Linked DNA regions of Hordeum vulgare: region 1 is linked to region 2. Evidence: chromatin contacts called from public Hi-C data. All regions are on one chromosome and are shown on one strand. Each heading gives the region's core, a stretch centred on a gene start, on an enhancer-like site or on the middle of the called end of the contact. The rest is flanking DNA. Distances are from core to core; before and after follow the strand shown. Region 1 holds the start of LOC123426481 (chloroplast envelope quinone oxidoreductase homolog). Region 2 holds the start of LOC123430190.

What was found. Hi-C and Micro-C count contacts between places; a contact is called where the count stands out from the background.
Region 1: a Hi-C map of leaf shows a contact between it and region 2, with 5 times the contacts expected there. The contact joins the promoter of LOC123426481 here to the promoter of LOC123430190 in region 2. A contact is called at or near these places in 3 of 6 Hi-C or Micro-C datasets (leaf and seedling) and 1 of 1 datasets of contacts at active chromatin or transcription factors (embryo).

Annotation. Positions count from the first base shown.
Region 1 is chr2H:420,195,212-420,200,139 of MorexV3_pseudomolecules_assembly, reverse strand. It overlaps LOC123426481 (chloroplast envelope quinone oxidoreductase homolog), which reads right to left and starts at 3,637. Exons shown (of 4, transcript XM_045110319.1): 1 at 3,373-3,637; 2 at 2,286-2,427; 3 at 1,118-1,209; 4 at 112-947. The coding sequence starts at 3,453. The coding sequence ends at 255.
Region 2 is chr2H:419,831,230-419,836,452 of MorexV3_pseudomolecules_assembly, reverse strand. It overlaps LOC123430190, which reads right to left and starts at 2,019. Exons shown (of 3, transcript XM_045114082.1): 1 at 1,165-2,019; 2 at 984-1,050. The coding sequence starts at 1,927. The coding sequence ends at 1,022.

The sequences.
Region 1 (4,928 bases), core at 2,388-4,887, 360 kb before region 2:
AAAGGGACATCACCACAATAAACAAACGCACAAATGACTGGTCTGTATGTTTACATCCTACGTATTCGTCTCCACTGTCTGTATGCAAGTCCTTTTGTAATACTCCCTCTGTTCATAAATACTTGTCCTAGAAATAGATGTATCTAGATTTATTTTAGTTATGGAGATACGTCCATTTTGTACATTTCTAGAACAAACATTTCTAGAACAAGTATTTCCGGACGGAGGGAGTACTATATAAGCATCGACGACAATCAGCTCTCCATCTCAACAACAATCTTACCAGTGGCATGGCCATCGATACTGCTTTGCCACGCCTTGCCTGCGTCGCTCAAGGGGAACCTCGAGTCGATCACCGTCTTCAGCTTGCCTTCCTTGAGCAGCCCGACCAAGAACTCCAGGTCCGCCTTGTTGGGCGACAGGAGCAGGGGCACGAGGCGCTTCTTGGAGAACGTCACCCAGTGCAGCGCAGATGTGAGGATGGCCGAGAAATTGGGGGTGATGTCGATAACTCTCCCGGCGTCAGTCAGCAATGGCTGGAAAGACGACCAGCTGACACCGACGGTGCAGTGAACCACGCCGTCGTACTTCCTGCCGGAGGGGCTCTGCAGGCTCGTCCCCTCTGGGGTCTTGTAGTCCATCACCTCATCCGCGCCCAAGCTCTTCACAAGATCCATGTTGCGGGCGCCGCAGGTGGCGGTAACATGAAGGTTCGCTAGCTTTGCAAGCTGCACCAAGTACAGGCCTACGCCGCCAGAGGCAGCGGTGACCAACACGTTTAATGGCTTGCCGGTGCCATCAAACTTGGCACCAATGGACCTCAGTGCCTGGAGCGCAGTGCCCGCAGCAATGGGAAGCCCAGCACCCTCAGCTGCAGAAACCTCAGCTGGCCTTTTGACAGTCAGGTTTGCGGACGCTACTGCGTACTCTGCGAGTCCACCTCCGTTCTGTAACAGCAAAAGTATTGTCACATCAATCAGCTTTGAACAGCAAAAACATTGTCACATCAATCAGCTTGCAGCAATTTATTTTTTAAATGAAGTCTGAAATCATCTTCTTTCAAAGTATGAAGATGACAAACAAAATATGTTGTCATGAGTTAATGAAGTTCACTCACAAGAGAGTTCAACATGGCGACGACTTGATCGCCTGCTGTGAGACCTTTTACTCCAGGACCAACATCAACAACTACTCCGGCAACATCAGTCACTGCAGGAAAAGGAGCAGTAGAGATGCAGCTATCAGCAAGTTGTCTGATGAATTGAGCAACACACACATATATGTTATCTTTATCATAAGCTAATTATCAGGTAAGAGCAGGGCCGTCGACAGGCATGTGCGACCTGAGGCCCGTCAAAACATGGGGGCCCCAAATCGTTGTGTCATTAGGAGGCCCATTAGCGACAATTACCCGAGGGAAAAAATCTGTCCTGTGTTCGGCTAATTATCCCCGAGTCGCCCAGCCCTAAATCTACATGGCGTGAAAGTATTCTCCTAATCTCCGGTTTGTCTGCGCGGCGCGCCGCCTGCCATGCCTCTGCCTTTTCGTCTGCCCAATCAAGTTGAGCCGATCGATTGGGCTGGCCAGAAGGTCTTTGCCTTCACATCTTGTGAGTCCTAATTCTTGAGTCCATATTTGAGCCCTATTGCCCTAATTCTGTTCGTAGTATTATATTTTAGAAGCAAGTTTGGTCGACGTATACACCATATCTAGGAGAGCCATATACTAGGTCCAGGAGATCAAGTCAGAATTTTCCATCCAAGCACATACTATAACTTCAGGCCTATGTTTATATTTTCTTCTCTGTGTGATCAGTCGCTAGGTTTTAGATTTATTTGTGTGATATTTTCTCTCTTCTAGCTAGTTTAGCTGCTCTTAGTGTGTAGAAGCAGAATTTCTTGTGACAACTCATTGCCCTACAGTAAAAAGGGTCAATAGATATATTTCAGTTCTCTTCTTGTCTAGAAATAGGAAGTACCATTTTGGTGCCGAAAAAATCATTTAAAGTTATATAGATTTATCATATTTTAGGGTTTCATTTTGCATTTCGCACCGAGGCCTCAAATTCCTGAAGACGGCCCTGAGTAAGAGACATCCTGGATAGTTATTAAAGGTGAGAACCAAATAACATATAGCAAGACTGAAAGACAGACATGATCAAATAACGTTCTCATAACTACCCTTGGTGCTATTTTGCTCTGTACATAGGAAACCTGCAAACAAAATTCATGATTGATAGAAAATGGCTAGCATCTACGCAGTGACACTATGAACGAGGAGTTACCTGGGATAAAAGGCAGTCTACGAGGCAGCAGAGGCCGCAAGTCCCCTTTCTGTATCTTCCAGTCAACTGGATTGATGGTTGCAGCTTGCAGTTTCAACAGGACCTCATTCTTCTTTGCTGAAGGGACGGGGAGTTCTACATGCTGCATCAGAGGGATTTCAGAATCACATATTTATAGGTTTGACTGTTTAATCTTCATGGAAGAAGGAAATCTTGATGTTTAATGTTTTCCTTTCTTTTCAAAAATCAAACTCCTTTGACGTGTTTGTTAAGCGGCAAAAGCGTCAAGTCGTTAGTCAATTCTCTCTAAGCTAAAAATAGGGATTGTGATAAGAATCCCCTGTCAACCGACTGAGTCACAATCAGTGTTCGCACAACTGACTTGGTCATCTCAATATTATTAGGATTTAGAGGTGCTGACACGGGAGTCACGAGTTCAGGGCATGTGCTAACTTTTAAATAATAAATATCCGATTCGCTCACAAATGAGCACTCACTCGTCATGAGAATATATTTGGGATCCAGGAGTGCTGACTCATGGTTCACAATACGAAAAACTAGTATTGTGCAGTGCTTTTTCCGAGCATCCAACAGCAGGTATGCGCGACCTACATTCAACTAATTTCACTGTAACATCTTAACTACTCCTAATTCCTAAAGCCAAGTAGACACGAGAAAGAGAGTTCATATATTATATATCTAGTGTAACACATACCACCAAAGAAACCACTCAAATACTCAACAGATCATACAAGCACCCAGACCCAGTGCCCATCACAAATTATACAGTAAAAGCCACCAGAGCAAAGTTCTATTGCTTCAGCAAGCCACAGCTAGCTACATGACTGCTTGTCTTGCCATAGAAAACAATTCAAAAGAAAGGATTCAGGTGAACTGACTGCGATCTCCACAGAAGGGGATCCATACTCTAATACTCCTACTTGGTAGTACTAACTAGTCAATTAGCCAGTGAATCGGCCAAATCATCCAGCACCAATCATACCAATCTCGCGCGCCGACCCGAACATACAGCAAAGCAATAATATTAACAAGCTTCGACCCGCTACCCCGAATAGTAACTGCTTACCTTGAGGCCGGCGGCGCCACTGCCGCAGGCGTCGTACTGCACGGCCCGCATCTTCGCCGGCGTCGACGCTGGGGTGGCCATGGGATGGGGGAAACAAGAGAGCGAACGGAGGGGAAGAAGCCTCGTGAGTATCGTGACCGACTCGTGGGGGCCGGCTGTTTTGCGTGTGCTTTAGCTTGATGCGTGGCCGGAGATGCTCCCGGTTAGCTGGTTTGGTTGGCTCTGTGGTTCTTGGGGTACACGTCCCCGTGTCTCTCTGGGCTGAGATCTATATACGCACGCCGACGCGAGGTATCCTGGGTTTTGACGCGTGGGCTCACCCCGTCGGCGAGGCTGGGCCGTATGCATTATCTGGTAGGTTCTAGAAGGCCCGCTGATGTGTATGGGCGGGCGGGCGCGGGACACACGGCGCCCATTGATGTGTTGGTTGGTTTGGTCCCGCCCGCGGCAATGTGTGAAAAGCGGCCGTGCCGTTGCCGCGCCCGGCCGCGTGACACCACCGCCGACGATGGTCGCCTCGCCTTTTTTTTTTTAAGAATTCCCCACACTCTATTAACTCAAAATATTGTCAGGTACAAATAATGTTTGATTTCTCAGCCAACCAAACATATCTGTCAAAAGACAAAGAAACAACCGCTCTAGCTTAGGTAGTCCTCGACGCCGTCGAGCTTCGTTGGACCCGCTGTGGCCCAGCGTTGGATGGGAATTGGGCCTCTTGGTCCGTGACGGTCTTGGGGTAGGCAGGGAGTGCAGCGAGCCGTGTGGGCTCTCTTGTCAGTGGCAATGGTCGGTCAGAGCATTGAGGGGCGTTGACATCCCCTCTTTTCTGAGACGTGGCTTGTCTCAAGCCTCAGCCGCGGTGAAACAGTTTGCGTCATCTCCTTATCTTCCCAACTATCGCTGGAAGCAGCTTAACCAGACTAACGAACGAGCACCTGCTCGAACAATGAGCCATTCTTCTTGCACCAACGGTGTTGCAAGACTGCGACAGGCACCACAGAAGCTCGGAAGAAGAATGCCTATCGAAGAGTAAGCAATGATACAACTGGGAAACGTGGAAGACGTGGTGCACTTGCGAATGCTTCGGGAGTTGCAGTTTGTAGGCCGCGTCATTAATCTTGGCGATAACGCGGAATGAATCGTAGTACTTGAAAGCCAATTTGTGATTATCTCTTCGCGTCACGGAAGTCTCGATATATGACTGGAGCTTGAGATAAACTTGATCACCGACGACAAAGGTGTGCAGAGACCTGTGCTTGTCCGCTTGGGCCTTCAAATGTTGCAGCGCCCGGTTTAAGTGTTGATGAAGAAGTTCCTATATCATCGCTCTTTTGTCTAGACAAGAATGGAGAGAAAGGGACCTATCATTCATCGGTGGGTGTAATGCCCCACTACCATGGCTCATGCCCGAACATGATGCTGGAATGATGAGAGGAATTGTACCAGAACTGTGCCAAGGGAATCCAGTGGCTCTAGTGGCTCGGGCAAGCATGGACGAAGCATCACAAATATGTTTCGACACACTGATTTACCCGTTTGTTTGACCATTCGTGTGG
Region 2 (5,223 bases), core at 770-3,269:
ATTAATAATGCACAACTCCATCACTAGTAGAAAATAGGTCTTTTATTTGACCCTTAAATTTCGGTTTGGTTTTGAATCGGGACTAATATGACCATTAGTCCCTGTTTCAATGGGCATCATTAGCCCCGATTTGATTCGGACCTATAATCCCGGTTTGTGTCACAAACTGGGACTAAAGGATGGTGGCAGTGTTCTGTTAGGCCGGGGCCCCTTTAGTCCCGATTTGTATCACAAACCGTGGCTATATGTGGACCTTTAGCCTCGGTTCATTATACAAACCGGGACTAAAGAGTTTTTTATATAAACCCCTTCGTCCAGCCCGAGCTCATTGCTCTGTTTTCTTCACTCTCTCCTCTGTTCTTCCCCTTGCTCAAGCTCATCCTTCAATTTTCACCAAGATTTATGAAGATTCGAGGCACTCCATCTAGACTAGGCGAGCACTATACTCCGCCCCGCAAATGAAGAACCTCCAACGCTGAACTAATTAGCGAAGGAAGAAAGCGCAGCAGTGTTGCCTTGGCGGTCATTTTATCTTGCTGGAGTACGGAAGCATAGGGGAGAAGTATAAAGGGGGGAGTCTAATTCTAATGCAAATCCAAAGGATACTAACAGTAGTAGGTTCTCCAGCAGTTCGCTGAATGACCAGCTTGTTTTCGTTTTCAAAATGCAAGAATAAAAAAACACACATCTCCGGTTACAATATCCAAAGAGATCTCATATCCAAACATGTTACTCAAGATCCCGTTATTTTGATTGTTTTTAAATTTGAATGGATATGCAAGATTCTTACAGAAGACTATGGCCGAAACTTTTTTTTTTAGAATAAAAACTTCATTTTATAATCCCACTTAAGAAGATGCATGAAGTAATAAACTCCCACAGGAGATTGTATGCATAGAATATGTGACAATAATCCAAGGATCAATATATATTTTTCTTCATAACCTTTCATAAATTAATAGTGAATTTGAACAAACACACACCTGTATCCCCCTTTCTCTTTGCCTTCGGTGTTTCCAGCTTAATTATCGCGCTCCACGGGAAGCTCTCCTAGGGAAGAAACAAAGGAGGGGTATGTATATGTATGTAACTGTGGGCATTTGCATAATTAAGAATATTGAAACACTGTATTCTAGAGTGTACCTGTGCAGTTTCTAGTCCTACCTTCTTCTGAAGTCCCTTCACCATTTGCAAAATTATTTCTTGTATCGCTATCGCTATCGTTAGCGATCATCTCAGAAACACAAGCGAGCAGATACAGTTCTGTTTCGTCTACTTCGTCCGATCCCAAACTTGCATCACTTTCTTCTTCATTCACCGAACTAGTTTCATCTTGGAGATGGCCGGCGTCATCAGCCACCGGAGAAGCCGGTGGCGCCGTGAACAGGCTCCTGTTAGGCACCGGTGAAGACGGCGCAATCAGCCAGCAGCGGTTGCCTTGTGAGGACGAAGCAGCCACTGCCGACTTAGCTGCAGAGCTTTCTCCGCGTTCGTGTCCGCGTCCGCGTCGAGAACCTCGACTGTCTCCCGCGGCCGCTTTCTTCTTGATCTTGATCTTGGTCGGTGGGACTGCGACGACAGTTTCATCGTCGCTAATATGGATTACTTCCAGCGAATCAGCTTTCCTCTTGTTGATCCGAGCCTCCTCCTCCACGCATCCATCCGATGCCGGCTGCAGCGGGACAATTTTGGCGCGCTCTGTGATTCTCCGGCGTGCAGAACCCTCTGCATCGCCGACGTCCTTCGGCCTCAAGCGGGCGAGCGAGGTACGCTCGGACTTGACCTGGTTGGCAGCGCCCTTCTCCACGCGCTGGGCCGCGTCGAAACCGGCCTCGGAGCGCCCGATACGGCGAAGGCGCACGAGATTCGCGGCGTCGCGGCTCCCCGGCTGGGCGTCACGGCGGGCGTCATTGGCGTTGGAGGCCATATTTTCGGCGGCGTAGCGTTGGCAAAGCGAAAACCTAGACGATGGAGACAAGAGTGCGGGGCGTCCGTCGGCTGCAGTGTGGCAAAACTTGGACAGACAAGAGTGAGGGATGTGTGAGTCAGCGGGTGCGGATTCTGTGTGCCTGCGCGTGTTCAGTGGACGCCGATTGGTTCTGGCGATCAGGAGGGGATCCAGGTGGGTTCCACCAGGGCACTAATTGTGAGCCAATCAAAAACCCTAGGCTATTTTATTCAGAGAGCAAATTTTTTTTTTGAGACGGAGCAACTTCTTTTTTTCTGAGATGATTCAGAGCCCAAATTAGGCAAACCCTATTTAGGGTCACACGTGCCGGTTACAGGCAAAATTTGCTAACTGGCGCCTGCAGCGCTATGCAATAAGTCGGCCCATCTAGAATTTTTTCATGAACTTTTTTAGTCCGTGAACTTTTAAAAACAAATGGTGAACTTCTTGAAAAATCGATGATTTTTTTTTGAAATAGGTGAACATTTTTAAAAATCGATGAACATAATTTAAAATTCATGAACTTTTTTCAAATTGAGTGTACTATTTTTAAAAATTGATGAACATTTTTTCAAAATCGATGATATTTTTTGAATTCTGTGAACTTTTCGAAAATTCATGAACATATTTTTCAAAAATCGGTGACATTTTTTTCATGACCATTGAAAGATTTTGCAAGTCTGAACTTTTTAAAATTCTATGAACTTTTTTTGATTTTTGAATAACCAACGCATTTTTTATGGACCGGTCCACAAAGAGGGCTGCTCGAGGCGCCCGTTCCCCTAGTGGCGCCTGAAGCGCCACATAGGAGGTCCCCGCAAATTATGCTAGATATTCTTGCACCTGTACATGGGCTGCTCCATGTCAACTAGTACATGGGCCAGGCCCGGCTGCGCGCCTTGAGCGCGAGTAATAAGCCGACCCACTTTTAGCACAGCAATTGCACGGTAGGAGCATTCTAGCTAGCTTCTAGAAGGTATTGTACCAGGTTTCTCTTTGTCTATCGTTTTATTTAGGGCGATGCTAGCCGTAGGCCGGTCGCACCGCATCCGTTGGATCACCTGTTCCCCGATGCATAGGATTGCACACGGACTTGATCGCCTCTCGCCTACAGTTCATGGCCACGAGAGAGGGAAAAAATAGGTACGCCACCGGGCTCATATAGCTCGACGCCCCCCCCGCGACCTCGAAGCACCACTGCACCTCCGCTCGTCGTCGCTCATCGCCGCTCGCCGCGCTGGGAAGTGGGTTTGATGCAGCTCCTCGCGCCTAGGTTGAAGCAAAAAACAAACACTACACGCCACCGTATACAGCTCGGCTGCCCATGGTTGCAGCTTTGATGGATCACGGTTCCAGCTTCCGCTTGTTGTCGTCATCCCCATCTTTGGCCTATTCGCAGCTCCCGTCGCCGTTACTCACCATCGTTGGGTCAACGTCTCCCGGTTCAAGCTTTTTCAGATGTTGGATGTAGCATTCTCTGCTACCGGTTGCACACTACTGGGAAAACCTCATACACAGAAACTTATCAGTAGCGTTGGTCAAAACCACACGCTACTGATACTTACCCGTAGCGAGGGAAAACTAAACGCGCTACAGCTAGTATAATATCAGTAGTGCGTCCGGAGGGAAAGGCGATATTACTAATATTCCGACACTGTTGCTGATAGGCTAGGCGTAGTAGTATAGCGAGCTTAAACTAAATGTGCTACAACTATGTGAGTTGTAGTAGGGCGTTTCAACGGGAGAGCGCTACTACTAAAATTCCAACACTGTTGCTGGTAGGTTAGGCGTAGCAGTAGCATGCTTTTTTAACCAGCGCTATAGCTAATGTAGCTATAGCGCTTTTCCAAACTAGCGCTACCACTAAGTTTGACATAACCCCCTCATATTTTCCCTGCTTTCTCCCACACTTCTTCCCCCAAATCCCTTGCAGTCGCCATTTTCGTCGTCGCCCCAGCCCAGCCCCGACCCCGACGCTGCACGCCCCCTCCCTCGTTGTGCGCCCCTCCCTCCTTGCGCCCGATCGACGCCCCAGCTCCCTCGTCATCGCCCTTGCCTCGCCGACACCCCTGCCTCGCCGACGCCCCTCCTCCACCCACCGATGTCGAGGTCACCACCATAAGCCCCTCTCCCCTCCCCTCTTCTCTGTAGATTAGTTAGGGCATTGTAGACTAGTTAGGGCAAAATGTTGTTAGTTAGGTTATGTTACATCAATTTATATAATACAATTAACAAATTAGCAAATCTTAGTTATGTTATGTTCTAGGGTTCTAGGGTTCTAGGTTAATTAGGTTAATTAGGTTATGTTGTTAGTTAGGGCAGTAGGTTATGTTGTTAGTTAGGGCAGTAGGTTAACATAGAATTTACTTAGGTGAATACTTAGTGAGAGATGGAGAGGGAGGGAGATTGGGATTGAAAGGGAGAGAGATGGATAGGTAAGGAGAGGGATAGGGAGAGAGATGGAGAGGGAGGGAGAGGGAGGACGAACTGAATTTACTTAATTTTTATTAGTAGTTAACTTCATTTTGTTATGCACTTATTTTTTGAATTAGCTTCTGAAATTTGGACATGTGCCCAAGTGGCCTATTAATGTGCCCAAGTGGCCTTTTGTTGTTTGCAGGGAATGATTCCGAGCGGCCTATGTTTTAATGGAATGTTGATTCATTTCCGTCCCGGCAAATTTTAGGCGCTCGATTTGTCCATTTTTTGGCAAAGGTCATGCCAAAAAATTTCGTGAATTTCGGCATGATTTCTGCAAGAAACTATGACATATCGATTGCCAGGGATTTGCTGCAACGGGAATGAATCAACATTTCGGCAAAACATAGGCCTTTTTGCAATATGTATATTGTGTTTTATTATTGTTCAAATGATAACTAGAAAGTAAAACATTAAACGGTAAGAAAATGTTCTCATAGGAATTTTTCTCGACGTCGACGATGCCCGGCCCGCATCCTCGTCGTAGAGTGGTCGGCGACTTCCTTGAGAGGCGCCATGTCCGGGACTGGGCTCCACCGGCTGGCACTGGGAAGTGTTACCTTCCGGGTGGCGCACCTTGGTGAGGAAACCAAGTCTCATTGTCGACTCGGAGCTTATTTGGTGGCGTCGCGTGGGCCACTATCGGTGTGGAGGGAGCCGGCTCCCACAGAGGTGGTACGTCGCCGTGTCAGGCAGGAGGACGAGCACGGCCGTCACTACATGGTTGCTTTAGACGCCAGGTTGTCCAATACCTGGCAGGTTCTTCAGGGATCTCACCTGAACTATGATTCGGTAAT